Regions from separate parts of the Arachis hypogaea genome. Here region 1 is linked to region 2. Evidence: chromatin contacts called from public Hi-C data. All regions are on one chromosome and are shown on one strand. The core of a region is the stretch at or near the end of the contact, and the rest is flanking DNA. Distances in the headings are between cores, read along the strand shown. Region 1 holds the start of LOC112754588. Region 2 holds the start of LOC112754584 (aberrant root formation protein 4).

The links. Hi-C and Micro-C count contacts between places; a contact is called where the count stands out from the background.
Region 1: a contact with region 2 is called in a Hi-C map of an unstated tissue, with 7 times the contacts expected there. The contact joins the promoter of LOC112754588 here to the promoter of LOC112754584 in region 2. A contact is called at or near these places in 3 of 8 Hi-C or Micro-C datasets (leaf and an unstated tissue).

The regions. Positions count from the first base shown.
Region 1 is chr16:104,580,924-104,585,106 of arahy.Tifrunner.gnm2.J5K5, reverse strand. It overlaps LOC112754588, which reads right to left and starts at 2,590. Exons shown (of 10, transcript XR_011874396.1): 1 at 2,475-2,590; 2 at 2,211-2,376; 3 at 2,036-2,113; 4 at 1,220-1,949; 5 at 891-1,133; 6 at 691-780; 7 at 457-609. LOC112754587 reads right to left here. Exons shown (of 2, transcript XR_011874395.1): 2 at 3,719-4,055.
Region 2 is chr16:104,138,219-104,141,899 of arahy.Tifrunner.gnm2.J5K5, reverse strand. It overlaps LOC112754584 (aberrant root formation protein 4), which reads left to right and starts at 1,309. Exons shown (of 15, transcript XM_025802266.3): 1 at 1,309-1,644; 2 at 2,599-3,044; 3 at 3,478-3,654. The coding sequence starts at 2,952.

The sequences.
Region 1 (4,183 bases), core at 1,341-3,840, 440 kb before region 2:
AAATTTGATTTCCACAAATTTAAAAATAAATATTTAGTTAATAGTTTCTTTTGTATTAAATACCCTAACAAGTTGTCAAAGTGAAAAATCGTTTGTTTATACCTAACTCGTACTTAATGACTAAACCAATTGCTAGTCACAGAAAAAAATATCATGCCCGAATAAAAAAGAAAAGTAGATAACACCTACGATCATACAAAATAAAATTAATTTATGAAAAAAACCCATATTTCCATGTTCGGCCATGGATTGTGAATAATGGGCATTATTCTGTCCCATTCGATTAATGGGCCTAAGCCAAAAAAATTCACAAAATAGTCGGCCCTAAGTTTACCCTAATTTTAGAAAAAAACTTAAATAGAATAGTTATCTATATGGCGTCGGGCCCGACCGTAAAAATAAAAAAAATAATTGAAGATGGTGTCACACAAAAATATTTCAACCCGTCGTACTAACCACAGCTTTGGCAACACATTTCCGACCAATAATTGTATCATCGGTGGGGTAGCTATCTAGGAGCCAGATCTTCCAGCCTTGTATATCCACAACCATCAAATAAAAGTGATTTTCCTGATCCACCTTCAGCCTGTCTTTCATTTGAACATATACCTATACAAAGCATACACTCTCAGGATTGATGTAGTTAAATGCAATTATGTTTTTACATGTACCATATCCCAAAACCCTTACATATTTTAGCGCGTTAGGTGTTGGAAGATAGTCTCTGCTGAAGAATGCGTCGATGTCCCCATCAGTTATGTTGGGATTCAATACGAACTCCTGCTTATTTGCATGGTTTTTGGCTTAGAGCAAGAGCGAAGCATAACTAACGAAGCGGATTCAGAAGTCTTGGAAAACATTATTGAAAAGTTTAACGGAAGTGACCATACTGTGTGTTGCTGCAATTGTGACTGTGTCCAAGCTGTCTTCAACGCCATGAGTTGCATAATGTATGCTGATAGTTCTTGGCCCGGCAGCAGGCAGTTGAAGTCTTCCCTGTCGAGCTTCATGTCACCTCTTTTAAATAGCGTCTCCTTAGGGTTCATGGAGTCTCCGAATATGTAAGCTATTGAATGGGCCTCTTCCAAACAATACCGCATGGCCTTTGTTATCTTGAATCTCAAATGAATAAACTAAAAAAACAATATAACCATTGCTTAGATTACAAGTATGAGTTATGGATTATTGCATGTAAACAAGATTGACAACCAGAACTTACCGGCAGGAAAACGACCCCAACCAGCGCAGAGGAGATTTGGGAGGGCGCCTCCCTTGGGGGCCTTCGAATCTTTCCGAATTTTTTCATCTCTTCCGATGATTCTAGTGTTAGTTTAGGAAGTTTTGATGGATTCAGATTTACACCAAAAATGGCTAACGGAAGTTCCAATGCCATCTCCGAGTCTCACATGAAGGAAGAAGCATAAACATGTTTACATTACAAGACAACAACGTTCATTGGTCACAAACCCTAAGCAATAAAAAAGGATGAAGCTTCACTGGTCCCTTGGTGTTGGTAGGGAGGTGTGACTATTAAACTGCAGGGGAGGCCCTCACCTCAAAGGCACCGAGGTATGGTGGTGGGGTCTTCAGTGCAGTTGTAGCTTTTACTTGCATCATAGACCCAAAAATGATGGTCCCTTCATTCCAAGAGCCATGAAGATTTGGGAGGAGGGGGTATCACCACCACTTCTTTTCGGTGGGATCTTAGTGCCTCCAGAGTCGGTACGACTTCCCACCGCATCAGCTGCATGCCTTAAGGGGGTTCGTGTACACTCCATGACCACGCTATCGATGGCTGTGACGGTAACATTTGGCGGAACCATTCTTTCTTCAGATGGGGCCCCATGTTGAGGCTGTATGAATATTTCCATGCATGCCTCAACCAATGCGAGGCCCTGCCTCATTTCATCATCCATACGACCAACTCGTTCTGCATCCTTCTTATGTGCCTGTATTGCAAAACATAGAGATGAAAAAGGTAAAAACATAGACACGATGTTCACATTTTTTTAGATGTTATGAGGGAGTGACCTACGTCTAACACCTTCATCAGGTTCTTACTTAATTCATTCATTTTCCTATTCAGCTCCACCAAAGCAGCGGCAACAGTAGCCTGTTGACAACGGAAAGGGGTAAGGTAGATTACAGAATTATACGTGAAATGCAACTAAATCAGGAAAAAAATTACAGCCATGAAAAAATGTTGTCACATTTACACCACAAACGTCTCTGCCGTTGGGTCACTCAGCATCTTGATCCATCACATTCCCCGCATCGTCCTCCCCTTCTTTTGTAGAGTCGACATCGATAATGTTGGTTGCGTTGTCGTCCATGCTTTCCTAGCTACACCTGCTCCAAAGCTTTTCTGGCTATTGTCTGAGAAGGTGTAAAGAGAGGGAGAAAGGTGGAACTTGTTAAGAGAGGGAGTTTTCATTTGCCTTTTATGATAGTCGAAAATTGCTACTCTTGCTTACATTGCATTAGAGAAATAGGTAGGATATGATGAAGCTTGTTAGATAGGCCGTAGAGAGACCTTGGAAAAGAACAGCCGCTGCAGAGGTCGTTGTCATTGTGTCAAACCCTAGGGTTGATACAAAATTCAATTTGAATATTTATCATGAAATTCACGAACAAGCTATTTCAAAGATGCCGTTTCTAAACCGTGGCCACCTGTTATAAACAACCCCTTAAAAAAAATTACACACACACCAAGATATTAATTTTCGTTCGATGTTGGTAACCACCACATGAAGTGTAACGACAATCATGAATATACAAAGAAAACGAACACAACTGTGGCATATTATCAGGCTTTTGGGATTTTTTCTTTTATACGAAGGTTTTGGGAAAAAGGGTTTTTAAGTTGTCTACATAAACATTTTGTTCCAAAAATTAGGCTTTACACATGATGTGGTTACCCAAATGGGCTTTTTTTTTGTCAAAATAAAACAAATTTATTTCAGCCATAGCCCAAAAAAGCCCAAAGTTTTAAGTTGTGTACCAACATGAGGTTCTAATGGCTTACAATTTCTAACTGTGGACATCTGCATGGAAAAAAATTTTTGTGCTCCGCTCTTCCATCATTGAACAGAACAATTTTTTTTATTACCTGTTAAAATGTGGGGCAAGTCAAAGGGGCACGTTATGAAATCATTAGACTGTCTTGCACGCGATGTCACTCCTTTGATGTGTATGTTTCTATGGGCACAGCACTCCACGTGAGATCACTTATAGGGGGTAGCACGAGGTCTGACTTAGTGTTTCTACAAACACGCTATTGATTGGTTTTCTTTGCCAATAGCTAAGTCATGTAAGATTCGTTATCGATTACGAGTTGGGGAGAAAAAAAGAAAACCCCTTTACTTATTGTTTCACAAAAAAAATCACGAAATCACACCATTTAAAAATGCTCTCACGAATACTTAGGTACATGGGGGATAATTATTCTAGTCCAGTAACCATCCTTTTTTTTTCTCAGTGATAGTTATATTTTCTTGCTACCACCAAGTTTTGAATCTAAACCCCCATGACGCGCTGAACGAATTAAGTTGCAAAATTTATAACATTTTTGAAGTGTACCTTCCCCACCCCACGCTCCACACTCCGCCATTTATAGAACAGCCAATGCCGTTCCATAGTTTCAATGTTTTAGAATTTGAAGTAACTATTATTCTCGCACACATGATCAATGAATCGTACAGGTTTACACAAAAATATATTATCGATGTTAACTACATCACTATCTGGTTACCATTCTATTCATCCCAAAGTAGTAACATCATATATGACAGTCAAAACAAGACAAGTAATACATGTTCACGGGACTCAGACTCGCTGAAGCTTACACAACACGACGACCCACCGTCGACGACAAAATTCACAACAAAAGACACCCCCACCCGTCGGGACACAGTGGGATCATGTTCTTACTTTTGGCATTCCTTCAGGTTAAACAGTATGGAGAGTTGTTCGATTATCCTCGATAGTTGTATGAAAAGATCCAACTTTTCAGCCTCAAACTGTGACACGCGGCCTTCCAAGGATGCAACGGCCTCCTGCAACAAGGGTATGACATCAGCATCTGCATACACCACCGCATTAAAATAAAAACAGCATGCATACGCTCAACATTGTATTTGCTTCAACTTGCCCAACATAATATGAACACCAACTCCATTAACTT
Region 2 (3,681 bases), core at 60-2,559:
ATTCAATCTCTAATGTATTTTTTGAGAAATACATATTTAATATTAGTTTTTTTGCAAGATTATCTAACATTAAATATGTATTTCTCAAAAAATACATTAGAAATTGAACTTTGATACAATTTTTTGCAAACATGATTAAAAAAATGAGATATTATTATCCTTAAAATTTGGTGATTTTTCGTTGAGTATATATTTTTTTGTAATTTTTTTGTTAATAAATAATAATACTTTTAAAAATTCACAAAAAAATATATACTTATAAAAAATTACCAAATTTTAAGAATAATAATATCTCATTTTTTTAATTATGCTGGTAAAAAATCACATCAAAATTCAATCTCTAAAGTATTTTTTAAAATATATATATATATATATATATATATATATATATATATATATATTTACTATTGGGTATTGTTGTTGTGTTTTTAAATTATTTAAAGGCATTTTTTTCGATAATAAAATTTGGGTGTATTTTTGTTAGCATTTAAATAATTTGGGAGCGTTTTTGGTGATTAACCTTTAAAAATATGATAAAAATTTACACGGGTGAACTAACAGTGATGCGATAATTAGAGCTTCTTGTGTGGCAAGTGAGATTTTGACATTTAACAAATGAGCCACGTTATTCTTTTTCTTTAACAAAATAGATCTCCGATCATGGATGAATTTTTTTGACAGATTTTTAAAATATTAGAGAGTATTTTTGTCTAAAAATGCTATTCGTACACTAAAATTAGTTATTAAAATTAGCTATCAATATATTTTTATATAAATAAATGTGTGATTTAATTTATTTTTAATATGTATTTATATTCTAACATGTATTTTATACTTGTGGTTGATTTTAGTATATACGTAATATAATCTAATTTTGCTTATGACAAAATTTAGAGACATTTTTATCAAGATAATTCGAGTATATTTTTAATAATTTACCATTATCTTAATTAATCTTACCTTTATAATTTTATTATATATAAAAATAATAATAATAAATAGAAATCATATTCTATTAATAAATTATCTTAAGTTTAATAAAACAATAAGTTTTTTCCTTGAATGCCCGAATAACAGTATAAATTAAAAATTTGAATAATACAAAAATATATGATTCTGAAAATAAGATCGAATTGACCAGTCGAACCGGTTTAACCGAAAACCGACGGTATTAATAGTCCAGTCTTATATCCAAAACCGACAATTGAAGAATCGGCTAGAAACTGTTGAACCGGCCAAGAACCGGCCGGTTAGATCGGATCCGAAACTGGCCGGTTCTTACTAAACGATGCCGTTTTACTAAACAATAAACACCCTAATTTTTCAATTTTACCCTAGATCTCAGCAGCCTCCCCCTTCTTCCCCTGCCTCCAACTGTTGCTTCTCCTCTCCAACAACACCGTCGCCGCCTCTAACCACTCCGAGGTTCCCTGCGTCTCTGCTGGCGCCAGCCACTAGTTCGTCGGCGTTTGTCCAGCGCGCTGACCCTCACAACCCGCCGTTCTTCGACGGTGCGTTCGACTTTGCATTCTCCGCAAGGCTCGACGAGGCGCTGTTCCCGGCGAGATTCGCTACAGAGATGGATCCCCGTGTCAGGTCTGGTGGCTCGTGTGTTGTCGCCGTCGCGAGTGCGGGGATGATAAGGTGAGGGAGGTCGTTTATCTGTTCAGTAATGTTACCTTGGTTGGAATGAGAATGACAAGTATTGTTATGCAAACTTCTTGGTTGATGCTTGATTTTTCAGTACTTACTGGGTTTTTCACTTAATTAATTGGAATGCTTCCTCGTCCACTGGGTTATGTAACAATTAATTGTCAATTTTAGTTGTGTCATTCCTTTAATAATTATTTGGCAAAAGAATTTCTCTTATTGCTCAAAAGAATTCCTTTCATTATCTAATATCCATACAAGGAAAACATAATTTAAACCGTATGGGTAGTAATTTTGTACTTCTTTCTCTGTTGCAGCATTACACATTGTTTGAGTGAAAGTTTGGATCAGTAAATTGCATAACCAAAATAATCTATGTGATTGCTGTGTATAATCTTTAGTCTATTTCTTATATTTTTCATTTTACAAAGATAAGTTTATTTTTCTTTTTAAGTCTTACACTAATTCTCACTCGTTAGTACTTGTTTCAAATGAATATAACTAAGTTGAAGTGAATTATTCATGTCACTGTATAAAGGTTCGAGCTGGAATAGTTGGATACCCTAATGTTGGAAAGTCATCATTGATAAACCTAAGCGAAGAATGTGCCCTGCAGACCCCAGACCAAGAGTTACCCTAATTGTTCATGAAATTGTATTCTGTTAAAGTTGAAACTAATGGCTTCTAATGTTGAGTTCTTAACAAGTTTTTGCGAATTTTGATGATTGATAACAAATTTTTATGTTGGCATTTAATATTTAAATATTTCTTTTTACTATTTAACTTTTGAGTTTGTATTTTGATAAGATCATATAGCTTTAGTTGATGATATTTCATGTAGTGTTTTAAATTTGGAAGATATTTTAAGATTTATATTAGAATATAATTATATTTTAGAATGTTTATTTATAATTTATTTATTATTTTATTCTAAAATGATTTTTCCAGTTGAATCACGGTTGGACCGGTTGGATCAGTGAACCAGTGACTAAAACGGTTTGATGACCAGTAGTGAGTAGTAGCTGCTGGAACTCACTCTCACAGTCTCACTCCCTGCTGCTTAGACGCCGAAAAGACGGATTTGTCCTCACCTGGTTCTTCAGTGTTGCTAACTGAAATTGCAGCACGCTAACTTGTCTTCTCTTCACCATCTTGGCATCTTTTTCCAGAAAAAAGAAAAATAAAAAAAAGGGGATTTGGTAACCCTTGATGGAAATGGTGGTGATGCATGGTCGGGTAGTAAAGGTTGAAGCTGTGGAGGGAGACTTGCAGTGGTTCTGATTTCTGTTCATAATACTCTGATGTCATCCATGTCTGGAGAGAGTGAAACTGTGTCGTTTCAAGCTTCTGAAACTCAGAATACCATTCAAAGGATTCTACAATCATGCTCTAAAGTAAGATCAATCCCTTCTAAACCTCTAGACCTTTTTTCCTTTCATCTTTTTCCCTTTTCTTTGTTATTTAGTTAATTTGATTTGGTTTCAATTGAATGCTTGCATCATTTCTAAACTCGAATGAAATTAACAACTTTGATCAAGCTTAACACTTTGTTTTTGTTCATTTTTATTTAATCAAGCTAGAGCATAGATGAAGTAAGCAATTAAATTTATGAATCAAGAAAAAGAAAAGCTTTATAATGCGTTATTAGTTTATTAGATTTTAATGATTTTAGTATAGACCTAGTTTACTACTACAGTATAGGATTATGAGATACATTAGCTGAACTCACATAGTGGAAGAAGAATTTGTTATTGTTATAGTTGTTATGGTTTGGGGAGCAATAAATGAAAAGCATGTTTGATATGCTTTGATTTTTACACTTTGTAGCTGGTTGAGGCTGGCGATATCCATGAGTCTGACAGCACAATCTCAGAGCTTGTCAACTTCCTTGATTCTTTATCGGATGCCGCTCTTTCAGACCTAAACAATGAGCCTGCGCAGAATGATGCATTTGATGCTCTCACTGAGATCCATCAATATATATGTTCTCCTTCTCTTGCCCAGGTGAGGTTAAACTTCGGCCTTTCATTC